Linked DNA regions of Sus scrofa: region 2 is linked to region 1. The links are chromatin contacts, called in public Hi-C maps. All regions are on one chromosome and are shown on one strand. Each heading gives the region's core, a stretch centred on a gene start, on an enhancer-like site or on the middle of the called end of the contact. The rest is flanking DNA. Distances are from core to core; before and after follow the strand shown. Region 1 overlaps ZBTB7C (zinc finger and BTB domain-containing protein 7C). Region 2 overlaps ZBTB7C (zinc finger and BTB domain-containing protein 7C).

Region 1 (6,184 bases), core at 1,004-3,503:
TCTAGCCTCACCCAGCTCCAAAGTGCTCCCAGGCACACAGCCTGGGGCCCCCTCTGTGGCCTGGGCCCTTGTAGGTTTCCGCGTGAGGGCAGAGAGTCAGCCAGGGAGAGGTCAGGCCTGCTGGGAGGAGATGCCCATCTCAGACACCAGCAAAAGGGAGGCAGCTGCCTCAGGAGGCCCAGAAAATATCAGGGCTGCTGGTATTTTTTTCCTTTTTCTTTTGTGATTTTGAAATATAAAGTTCAAACCCATTGGATGGGGCGGGTGGGCCTGGAAGGGAAAACTGGACAGGGAAGCAGGGCTGGGGTTGACCGAGGACCAGCCTAGTTGTTGGCTTCAGACATGGAGGCCACGTGGTTGAGGCCAGCGAGCCCGGGGAGGCCGGCCAGGCCCGCGGCCCAAGGGTCGGGCAGCGGGAAGTAGGGCCGCGCGGCGGCCACGTTCTCGGCCAGCGCGAAGGCCAGGAGGCCCCCCGCGTTCCGCTCGGCCTCGAGCTGAGCGCGCCCGAACAGCTTCATCTGCGTCTCCTCGAACTGGCGCTCCAGCTCCTGCAGGCTCAGCGTGCCCTTGGGCGCTGCCAAGAAGTGCTTGGCTGGGCTGGGACCGGGGAGGCACACGGCGGCCCCGCCCAGGTGGCCGCCCACGTCGCCCAGCGCTGGCGGCATCACGAAGGCCGCCTTCTCCGGGGCCGGGCCCCCAGGCCCGAAGAGCAGGCTGGCGGCCCTCCAGGCGGCAGGCTTGCGGCCGCGCCGGGGCCGGGCCATGCGGCAGCTCTGGCGCTTGATGTGGCGGTGCAGGTGGTCGGAGCGCGTGAAGCTCTTGTAGCAGAACTCGCACTGGTAGGGCCGCACGCCCGTGTGGATGCGCATGTGGTTCTTGAGGTCGTAGTTGTGCACGAACTTGGCATTGCAGTGGATGCACAGGTAGGGCCGCTCGCCCGTGTGCTTCCTCATGTGGATCTTCAGCTTGTCCTGCCTGCAACGCAGAACCCGAGTCAATTGGTGGGGAAACCCGGAAGCCACTCCACACTCTTTACTCCCCTTCCTCCAGAACTGGCTAAGGCTCCCTACTGCCCGTGGTGTCAATTTCCAGGAATGGGACCCCTAGGATTTAACCTCCAGCTACTGTGCCACCCTAAAACAGCTGTGGCTCCTTCCCTGAATTAGAGAGCAGAGCAGGAGCTGGGTCCTGAAAGGCTCCTGCCACTCCAGAGGGTCTTTGTCAATAAGGTCAGAGTAATGAAGCAGCCACTCTACCAGGTCCTGTCTCCTAGACTGGAAAATAGACTTGCTGGGACATATGCCCCCGAAAACTATTTTCATTAGTCCGCCAATGGGGCTACCGCTTCTGATACTGGCATGCGCCTTCATTTCACGTCCACTCTCTCCAGGCAATGGGGTCTTCCCTCCAGGTTCGCCCTGGTCCCATTCCAGCCCCTGGGCTGTTGAGACCTGTCTGCCCTCAGCACTAATCTGGGAGGCTTTGGGGACCTGGCACACCTTGTTCAAGTCTCCTGCATTGTGGTTTTTAGCCCCGGCCCTGGGCTCTCCTCTTTGTCTGCAGACAATTCCAGGGCTTACAAAAGAGCCAGGTGCAACAAGAATGCAGCCTAATCGAGGGCACAGCTTTTCAGGGTTTAAGCGGTATTATTCAGAGGTAAGGTATGAGGTGGGGGTGCGGCTCCCCCCTAGGGGGGTGTGGGAGCCCCTGATCCAGCTGCAGACCCACCGCACCCGTGTGCTGGGTGACCTCAGGTGACTTACTTAACCTCTCTGCACAGAGCTGAACCTAGTGCTCGATGTCAATTCCTGTGGTCCAGGGCTGATGGGGGAGAATTTGGGTTTGTGTTGAGCTAGATTCAACACTCCTCTGAGGGGCGAGGTGGGGGGGCTTGAAAGGAAAACTGACATCACAGGGTTGTTTTCATAAATACTGAAGGCTGCATAAGCCAGCTAAAGGAGCCTTTCAGCCTGGCCAAGGTAGAGTCAGCTGGGCTGCGAGAACTCTCAGGATCCTTCTGCAGCCTTCCCTGACTAGGCCCGGCAGGCCAGGAAGCTGTTTCCAACCTCCCGCAGGTGTGGCTTGGGTGGAGTGGTGGCCTGTAATTTTTGGCTCGGGTTGGAGGTTAGAGCAGATGTGGAGCCCAGGCAACCGCCCTAAAATGGCCAGATTTAAACCACACTCAACATAAACCCAGGACAGCAGGAGCAGGTCCTGGTGTCTGGTGTCTCCCCCACCCCGGCCACTAGAGGTCTCACTGGTTCTCATTTTCCAACTAATTCCCCAGGGGCGCGGCAGGAGACAAATGGACCTTCCTGTGTACATTACAGGGATCAGGGGAGAAGGACCAAGAGGACAGATCTGTTCCTCCCTGCACTCGCTCGGGGCGGGGGCGGGGGCAGCTGGGAGATGGGGGAATGGAGAGTGGGGTGGGCAGGGAAGAGGAAGCCAGCACTGCTGCCTGAGGCTGCCTGGTGTCCACACGCCCTCCCTTCTTCCTGTCCCTGCCCTTCCCACAACCCACCAGCTGCCCCTAGGCTGTACAGTGCCCTGCTGCGGCATCCCATGAACCGCCCCCTCCCCCCAGCCAGCATGCTGCTTGTATGGTGTCTGTAACCCACAGGTCATTGGATTGTTGAGTAGGAAGGGGCCTTAGAGAGCATCCAGGCCAGTGGGTCTCAAACCTGATGACCATTATCAAAGTCATTATCAGGGTCTGATAAAACACAGAGTGCTGGGCCCCACTCCCAACAGCCTGAGTCAGTGGGTCTCTGGTTGGGGGCCGGGGGAGGAGAGCAGGGAATTTGCTTTTCAAACAAGTTGCCAGATGCTGCTAGGTTAAGCCTTGGGCCTAGGTTAAGCCTTCCCTTGGCTGATGGGCAAACTGAGGCCCAGAAGGGGAAGTCGCTAAGGTCACCATGAGGTTAATGGCAGAGCTGGGACTAGAACAGTCCAGGGCTCTTTCCTCACCACTGCACTGGGACCTGTGTGGAAATTTAGGGGTGGGGTGCAGAGTGCTCTCTGTACCCTTAGAGTGATGCTGTACAGTCCCGAGGAACGTGTCCTAATGCCACACATTTGCTCAGGCTCTGATGGAAACACTGGTACTAGGTGGTTGGCTAGGCTCACTCACTGGCTGTGGGATTCACATTCTCACTGGGGCCTGGTGGAGGCCTGAGCTGAGAGTAACTGGTGGGGCTTCAAATACATCATCTCGTTCAGTTCTCACCATAAACTTATAAGGTCGATTTTTAAAAAAATCACTACTACGTAATTACATAATCACTATTATAGTGGTTCCTTCAAAAAACTAAAAACAGAGCTATCATATGATCCAGCAGTCCTACTCTTGAGTATATATATCCAGAGAAAACTATAATTTGAAAAGATACAGGCACCCCAGTGTTCGTAGCAGCACTATCTACAATAGCCAAGACATGGAGGCAGCCTAAATGCCCATCCACAGATGAATGGATTAAGAAAATGTGGTACATATATACAATGGAATATTACTCAGCCTTAAAAAGCATGTAAAAATGCCATTTGCAGCAACATAGATGGACCTAGAGATTATCATCTTAAATGAAGTAAGGCAGACAGAAGAAGACAAATATCATACGATATTGCTTATATGTGGAATCTGAAAAAAAAAAAAAAGATACAAATGAACTTGTTTCCAAAAAGGAGTTTCCATTGTGACGCAGCAGAAATGAATCTCACTAGTATCCATGAGGACTTGGGTTCAATCCCTGGCCTTGCTCAGTGGGTGGGGGATCTGGTGTTGCAGTGAGCTGTGGTATAGGTCACAGATGTGGCTCAGATCCCGTGTTGCTGTGGCTGTGGTGTAGGCCGGCAGCTGAAGCTCTGATTTGATCCCTAGCCTGGGAGCTTCCATATTGCAATGGATGTGGCCCTAAAAAGCAAACAAGAACAACAACAAACCAACTAACCAAACAAAAAAGCAAAACTCCCCCAAAACAAAAAACCAAAAAACAAAACAGAAAAAAGACTCACAGACATGGAAAACAAATTTATGGTTACCAAAGGGGAAAGGAAGAGGGAGGGATGAATTAGGAGGTTGGGATCAACAATATACACGCTACTACACTACTACGTAGGGGAGTGAGAGCCAGCGAGGACCTGTTCTATAGCACAGGGAACTATACTCAGTATTTTGTGATGCCCTATAGGGGCTGAGACTTTGAAGAAGAATATATATATACATATAACTGGATCGTTGTGCCATGCGCCTGAAACTGACATGATATTATAAATCAACTCTACCTCAATAAAAAATAATTATTTAATCAAAAAATCATGATTACGTATATTTAATAGTTGACCCGAGGGTCACTCTCAAATAATGGACAGTGCAAATGGTAAATCTTCAAATGTCAAGGGCCTGCTTTAAATATGCATTGCTTCTCCTGAGCTTTTCATTAGGGCAGCTAAAATAAATCACACTTCAGCGGTGTTTGGCCCAAGTGTGTGAAAAGTGCTGAGAAGGTGGCTATAACTTTCTCACCTTGAGCGCCTGCTCTGGACAGGAGAATACACACTCTCAGTGGCCTGGAAGGGCATTATTCAGAGGCAAGGCATAGTGCAGGAGAGGGGTCCCCATTAAGGGTGTGGGAGCCCCTGTTCCAGCTGCAGACCCTGCACCCCCCCAACTTGCTGGGCGACCTTTAGGTAAGTGACTTAACCTCTCTGTGCAGAGTTGAACCTAAGGCTAGATAGGAGAATCTGGGTTTGAGTGAATTTGATTCCACACACCTGCAATAATTTCCTCACTTGGACTGAGGAAGAGCTGGGGCCTCCAGGAAGTCAGACAGCTTTCCCAAAGTTATCAGCTGGTGAGGGACAGAGGAACTTAGAGGACTAACTAGGGCATGGTTTGTTTGCAAGCTCTTCTGAAGATTTTTTTTTTTAATTAGAGTTGATTTACAATGTTGTGTCAATTTCTGCTGTACAGCATAGTGACCCAGTCATACATATATAAACATTCTTTGTGTGTGTGTGTGTGTGTGTGTGTGTGTGTGTGTGTGTGTGTGTGTTTGTCTTTTCTAGCACCGCACCTGCGGCATATGGAGGTTCCCAGGCTAGGAGTCGAATCGGAGCTGTAGCCTCCAGCCTACACTAGAGCCATAGCAACACAGGCTGGGCTGCACCATTTTCAGAGAGTGTTTGCATCTGGGTAATGGGTTACTACTGAATCTTTTTCTGGCTGGTTGGCTTCATCTATTATGGCTCTTCAACCCTTGTTTTTTTACGCATCTGATCTGCTGGCAGAAGCAGCATGAATGAAGTTGGAATGTTCCAGCCTGACTCTCAGGCGCTGAGCTCTTAGTCACTTTCCTTCAGGATTGGGGATCCAGTGGTCTCCCTTAAAATCTTCCCTGGGGTCTCCCACCATCCAATGGCCCACGTGCTAACTCACCCCTCGGCATGGTTTCAAGTCTCCTTACCAGCTCACCCTTCCCAGTTTTAAGAGGACTAAGATCTGAGGGCCCCTGGTGACTTCAGCTAACGATACTGTGTTGTCTCCTTGAAAGTTGCTAGGAGAATAGAGCTTAAATGCTCTCACCGCGCACACAAGGTAACTAAGGGAGGTGATGGGTGTGTTAACCAACGTGATTGCGGCACTTGTTTCACAGTGTATATATGCAGAGCAAATCATCACCATTGGATACCAACTTATACAGTATGATATGTCAAATATATCTCAATAAACAAAAGAAATGATCATCCATCTCCTTTGTCAGCCCCCATCTTTCCCCATAGTACTGTACCTACATACCACAAGGACACGCTCTTCCCCCAGCAGGACGTGCTCTGGTCAGCTCTGCATCTGTGAATATGTGCTGGCGTGAGCTGGACTGCTGGCCCCCCTGGCACAGAGCCTGCCATATTATGGGATGGATGCTGGTAAACCCTGGCTCCTTTCCCCCTTCTGTGCATATTTTGTGTTTGGACACCAGGCTCCATCCTCAGGTTCCCACCAGATGTCCAAGCATAGACGCCAGCCTGGGCGCTCCTTCCTCTCCAGCTGGGGGGCCCCCACTCCCCGCCGCCTCCTCCCTGCACCCACATCCTTCATCTCTGAGTTTACTCTTGCAGACTGCTTCCATCCCCCTGATCTTTCAAGGTCAAACCCAAGTGCAGTCCTTCATAAACCCTTCCCCAT
Region 2 (6,002 bases), core at 2,124-4,623, 120 kb after region 1:
GGGGACCTCCAAAAGGGAACAAAAGGGAGGGAGACAAGAGAGCACACATTCCTCTTTCTCTAAACACAGGCTCGAGATGGACGGAGGAAAAGTTAAATTCTGCTGCAATTTTGAAAGTCATCCTCTGAAGATAAACTCTCACTTCAAAGGAATTACTCATCTCAGTCTATCATGGTAACTTGGGGTCTATCAATATTCAAATGTATTAAGCAATAACCTGCAGACTGTATAGTACAAAGGGCCCATCTCATAACCCCATTCCCCAAGTCATTTTTTTCTCTAAGTCATGAGACATCCAGCAAGTTAAAAATCAAAACAAAAACTAACAAGCGCGCGTGCACACAAAGTTGAGGGGAAAAAAATCCTTGGTGGAAGTTACTATGAGGCGGGCAGCTTCAGAGAGGAAAAAACACAATCTCTGACTAATATGGAGGAGACTCCAAATTGCTCTTGGCAACAATCTTTCAACCCCAGATTTCCCTCCCTCTATTCATCTCCGCAGTTCCCAGCCAAAGGAAAATAAACTGAACTGCGCTCTCTCTCTCTGGGCCAACCTGTAGGGCTGCACGGCTGAGCAAGCGCTGAGCAAACAGACATCCCCATGTAATTATCCACCTGTGTGATTGCTGTAAACATGGGGCAGCCAGGCGGGGGCTCTCTGCTCTTATCAGTCTGATCATCTCATCATCAGGCGAAAGAAAAAAATGCCTTTATTCTGGCACCACGACATCAAAACAGAATGCAACAGACCTCGTGACCTCAAGCCCAAAAGATTTAGGAAGAGTTGGGCAGAGAAGGAAGAGGAAAACCAACCTCCCTGGAAGAGTTGTGTCAATTCTAAAGAAGGAAGGTCTCAGAGCATCCTCAAAGGGGCTTGGCATCAAGGCAAGATTCATCAGTTCACCTTCCTCACAAAAGTGAGAGTTCATTTCAGAGGTAGTTATCTTACACCTATTATACCATTCAAGATGGAAGGAGAGTTAAGAGGCCAAATGTCCTAGAATATTTATGGCTGCTCTGTCTCAAGTATCCATCTGACACTATTTTATTAGGACAGATGTGTTGGCTCAGCTAAAACAGAGATGGACGGGAACATCGGGAAATGGCGCTGTGAGTGGAGATACAGCGGACGGAGCATGATCTTTTCATCTGAGTCCTGAAACACCCTGACAGGTGGGCATGAGCTGTCTGAGAGCTATGGACAGTCAAGAGCCCTGGGTCCTGACTTTGCCACTGAGTCCCGTGAACAAGGACAAGCTTCCCCAACAGTAGGATGGGGGGCTTGGCATTCATTACAACACCAGCCCTGAGGGTATGGAAAGTGCAAATCCCAGCCGCTGAGGAATGAGAAGGATGCATGGTGGGGGCGGGGGTGGGGGGGTTGATGATGCTCTGTGGCAGATCTCAGGCTGGCTGGCACTGCTACTGAGAGGCGACAGTCCTCCTGGAGGCTGCACGGGGCTCTCGTCATCTCTGGGATGTGCCCAAACTAAAGGCTCATCTTGGAACCTGCACCTGTAAATTGATAACCTGAAGAGCAGGGGCTCAGGCATCTTCATGGGCACTGTGCACACTCCGCGAGGTCTCCTCGAGCCAGGGTTCGTCCTTGTGACTGCACGTGGGGACATTCATCATTCCAACCCCCCACTCCTCTTCTTCCCCCAGACCTCCTGCTCCTCCTCCTTCTTCCTGGTCATGCTTCTGTCACACCTTCCTACCTACTGTCTCATTTCATTCACTCAGTACCCATTGAAGGAGGTCCTACTGCTACTCCCAGGGACCAGGCTGGACTTTGCTGACTCCCGGATGCCCCACACTTAGCATGGTGCTTGGAATCACACATTAGACAATACAGTAGTTGTTGGATGAAAGACTGATTGACTGAATGAAAAGAAACTCAGGTTCAAGAAAGCTGACATTGAATGTAACACATACTACTTTGTGTTGGGCAATAAATTATACCAGAGTGCTGGGTTCCTGTTTCCCCACCTCAAGTGTAAGCTTCTGAAAGGTTGGTGGTATGATGGGTAGCTTGGATTCCTGGCTCTGTCCCTAAGGAGCTGGGCAGCTTACTTAACCTCTTGGAGCCTCTATTTCCTCATCTGCAAAGTGGAGCTAATGATTCATAACTGACAAGCAATGTGGGTGAGATAATGTATGTCAAGCACAGTATTGGGCATGCGGCAGATGGCCTCTGAATGTCCTGTCTCTCTCCTCTCTGACCCCTCAGATTCATCTCCTTGAGCTGACATGGGATAAACCTCAAGTTCCCCGACCTCCAGGCCTTTTGCTCTTTTGAGCCTTCCTCCTTCAGGGTCCTGCCCCAGTGCCTCCTCTTATTTAAAGCTTTTCTTGACCTCTCTGGCTGCCAAAGTGGCTCTTCTCAGATCCCAGAGTGGCTCTCCCAGCAGTGTCTCAAGCTTGGCTTATTCTGTGCAAGTCTCATCAATCTGCACCAGATGCCCCTGGTGGGTGGGGGTCAAGCCTGAGTCCTTTCTGCCTCTCCCAACAGGTCTCGCAAGGTGCTTGGTGGGATCCAGGTTCATGAAGTTCTGGAACCCACGCTGGTGGCCTCAGGGCCTGTGTGGCCCTAGTGTCCTATAAGTCTATGTAGGAAGCAGTGGACTCACTGAGCCCCTGGGGCCTCAGTCCCTCCCCTGCGGAAAGGAGGTGATAAGGCCGGTGGTGGCTGACTTTGTGTGGTCCTCAGTGTGGTTGTCTGGGAGGAAACAGTGCCAAACATCACCACCAGAAGCACAGGCTGACCCCAGTCATCTTTTAGGAGGGTAGTTTCTTTTCCCTTTCAGCCCAGGCTGGGCCTTAAGGGGAGAGGGTGGTGCCCAGGCTACTTTCTCTTCCAGGAGATCTATCCAGAGGAGGTCCCTGAACCCTTCTAATCCCTAGGACTTAGCTGGGTGAAGGAGTAGAACTGAAACTTGAACCTGGCAGGGCCTTCGGCCCTTCCTCTCCCTCCCCTTCTACAAAATCTTCTATCCACTCCGGGGGCGGGGGGGGGGGGGGACTTGTCTTTTCAACTACTTCCTTTATATTTTCCTATTTCTGCATTTGGAGGGATTGTAAGGGGTATGCCACCAGCCGGCCAGTGAATCTTGGGAATGGGGCTGCCTCCCGAGCAGAGGCCAGGACCCAGGATTTAGGAAAAAAAAAAAAAAAAAAAAAAGACGGCAGCGGTCCAGGCCCGCAGCCTGGACAACAGAAGCTAGAAACCAGCACTACCAAACCTGAAGGACCTCGGAGCCCTCACCATAGACACGAAGAAAACCGCGCCCACCCTCATCGCTCAGTGCCTGAGTGTGTAAGGGTGTGTAAGCTCTTTCCGGAGTCCCTCCCAGGTCAGCCCGCAGCCGCTGAGCCCCGCTGCAGGAACCTGGCGCTCGGGAGGGTTATCCGAGCGGGGGCGCACGGAGCCGGCCCGTGCCACCCCGACCCGGCCGCCTCGGGAGCTCCGGGACCCAGGCTTTGCTCCACGACCCACCCGCACCCACGTCGGAACGCAGGGAAGGGTCCTCATCCACCGGGCTTTGCCGGCAATTCAACCCTTGGACCGCGACTGGGCTCCCTCCGGCTCGTCCAGCCACTTCTGCCAATCCCCCTTTTATTTTCTGCCCGTGTTCTGACTTCTCCAAGGAGTTGCCTTGGCTTTTGTCCCCACCCCACCCCCCAAGTTTTGCATCAGACACGGGGCCTGGGGGGGGGGGGATCAAGCTTTTTGAGGGGGAGGGTTAGTTGAAACTAACCATGTGTCTATTGGCCACCACCTTCCCGAGTGCCCCTCGCACTCTTCGATGTCCCCTCTCCCCCACCCCGAAACTGCCGCGACGGCCACGGGGCGCTGAGAACGTGAGCAGAGTTGCTGTATAATTCCGAATCCCTGATTCTTTCGGGCGTTTCGATGGGGGGTAGGCGGCCACGCACCCCTGACTTAGCGCCAGGGCCCAAGCCCCGCTTTCCCCAGCACGCTCGGCTGCAGCCCAGGAGCTGCTTTGAAATTCCTTGCAGACGCCGCCACTCAAGCCCGGCGAGCGCCAGTTGGAGCCGCCACCCGGTCCGGGGGTCCCCGCCGCGCGGAGCGCGAACGCCCGCAGCGCCCGGGGAGGGGACGCTGACTCTCGGCGCCCCAGGGGCCTCCCCTCCACCCTCCTCCCCACAAGGCCGCCGCTGGGGGTCCTGAGCCCATCCCACCTTGCTCCCGGACGAGGCCGCCGCAGACCCACCTTGCCGCCCCGGAGATGCCGCGCTCGTGCCCGGGCGGTGTCCTGAGCGCCGCCAGGGTCCCGGGCTGGGAATCCACGCGGCAGCGCTGCTCAGGGGAGCCTGCCGCAGCCGGCGGGAGGTTGTCATTGATTCGTGCTGGGCGAGTTAAGCCATTCCAGGAGTGGTTTTGAGAGAGCACTCCCACCCCTCCCTCCAACCAGAAGTATTTGGCAGGCAGCCCCTTTCCGTCCACCTGTACTGTTCAGCGCGGGACAAGGACCAATTGCACCAGTCGCGTTCTTCGCCTCACTTTCTAACACGCGAAGTTAGCCCTTTCGTAAAGGTAAAGCAGAAATGAAAGCAAGGGTGGTGGATGAGGTCCCCTCTCGCCGCCACTTTTCTCCTGGGTCTTTCCGTTTGTTTACTAATTTTTTTCTCTAATGTTTTACAAGATATCTTACCATTTATCCGAAATCAGGGACGGCTTTTCCCTGTTATTTTGTTCTTCAATTCTGCGAATCTTTTTAGAGGCAATTTTATTTCCATTTCTGAATCCTGATCCCAATAAAATTACTGGAATTATATGCTTTCTCCTTAAAGGGTTGTGAGTGTCACTTACCAAATAAAACACTGCACAGCGGGCATTCAAGTAGCAAATTAAAAAAAAAAAAAAAAAAAAAAAAAAGAGGGACATGCAGGAAGGAGGCACAGAACTATGGCTCCCTCCTCTGGGGTGCCCAGGGGAACTTGACACAGGGGAAGTCAGGGGACCTGAGGTGGGGGCCCCCAGGGATGCTCCTCCCCAGCAACAAACACAGTATCACCAGGCTCTCCTTGGCTTTGTCTCCTTTCAAAGACTGACTCAGAAATGCCAACCAGAGACAATAGTCCACATCTGGGGTGGGCCAGCCACCAATCCCAGAGAGGTGCGGTGGGAGCGCCCTCTCCTAGGCTGTTCCTTAAAACCACACACCACGACCTGCTTGAAAACTGCCAGCTGGGAGGCCCCTGCTACTGTCAGGCCCCCTCCTCAGGAACTGTCCTTCACCTGGGGGTGGGGGTGGAGGGGAGACTTCATTAACTCCCTGGTACCCAAGTTGGGCTGTTCTCAGAAATGGGGGAGAAGCCTGAGGGAGTCCTTCTTCCCTGGTGACCAGCTGCCAGGTGTGCAATGGAGAATCAGCAGAAAAAAATGAGATCTGACGTTCTCCTGTAGGTTAAGGCTCCAGCCTGGACACTGCAGCAGCTGTGACAAGGGTTAGATCCCTGGTCCGGAGGCTGGACTTCCACAGCCTCCGCCGCTCTTCAGGGGCAGGCCACAAGCATTAAAGCACCCCAAAGCCAGAGGTAAATCCGAAAAGGTCCATCAATCCATCAAGGCCAAGGATGGGGCCAAGGTTTGTGGAACCCCAGGAAGATGGTTCAGACTTAAATATTTCCTCCAACAGGTGCCCCCTGCCTGAAATCCCAGTGTTAGTGATTCATTCCTTTGTGGGGCACGCCCTGCAAGAGCCTGAGCCAGGCAGGCAAAATTGCTTCAGGAAGACAGGAAGGGTCTCCCTCTGTAGTTTGAAAACTGTAAATACCAATGGATCTGGATTGGGCCAGGAGTCTCCACAAAAATCTGGGATGAGTTAGACCCTTCTTGCTACAATGGGAAGATCACAGGTGGCAGCATGGGGGGACAGGCAGGCTCCGAGCCAGGGAGGGGTGGCATGAGGTGGGATGGGGAGGGGTGCCAAATCAGGGAATCAAGCATGGAAGGGAAGGTGCTTAATCAGGGCAGC

What was found. Hi-C and Micro-C count contacts between places; a contact is called where the count stands out from the background.
Region 2: a Hi-C map of omental adipose tissue shows a contact between it and region 1, with 1.9 times the contacts expected there. The contact joins two enhancer-like sites. A contact is called at or near these places in 8 of 47 Hi-C or Micro-C datasets (embryonic fibroblasts, epiblast stem cells, fetal heart ventricle and 3 more).

The regions. Positions count from the first base shown.
Region 1 is chr1:97,612,253-97,618,436 of Sscrofa11.1, forward strand. ZBTB7C (zinc finger and BTB domain-containing protein 7C) reads right to left here. Exons shown (of 5, transcript XM_021092801.1): 5 at 1-975. The coding sequence ends at 324. Among named protein-coding and RNA genes, the nearest start is that of SMAD2, 130 kb to the left of the region's middle. Within about 2 kb of position 2,254, at least 14 of the 83 cell types and tissues checked have an H3K27ac peak or open chromatin away from gene starts, as enhancers often do. A contact at or near this core is called in omental adipose tissue, where this site is marked.
Region 2 is chr1:97,731,123-97,737,124 of Sscrofa11.1, forward strand. The region is part of intron 3 of ZBTB7C (zinc finger and BTB domain-containing protein 7C); the gene reads right to left. Among named protein-coding and RNA genes, the nearest start is that of SMAD2, 250 kb to the left of the region's middle. Within about 2 kb of position 3,374, at least 16 of the 83 cell types and tissues checked have an H3K27ac peak or open chromatin away from gene starts, as enhancers often do. A contact at or near this core is called in omental adipose tissue, where this site is marked.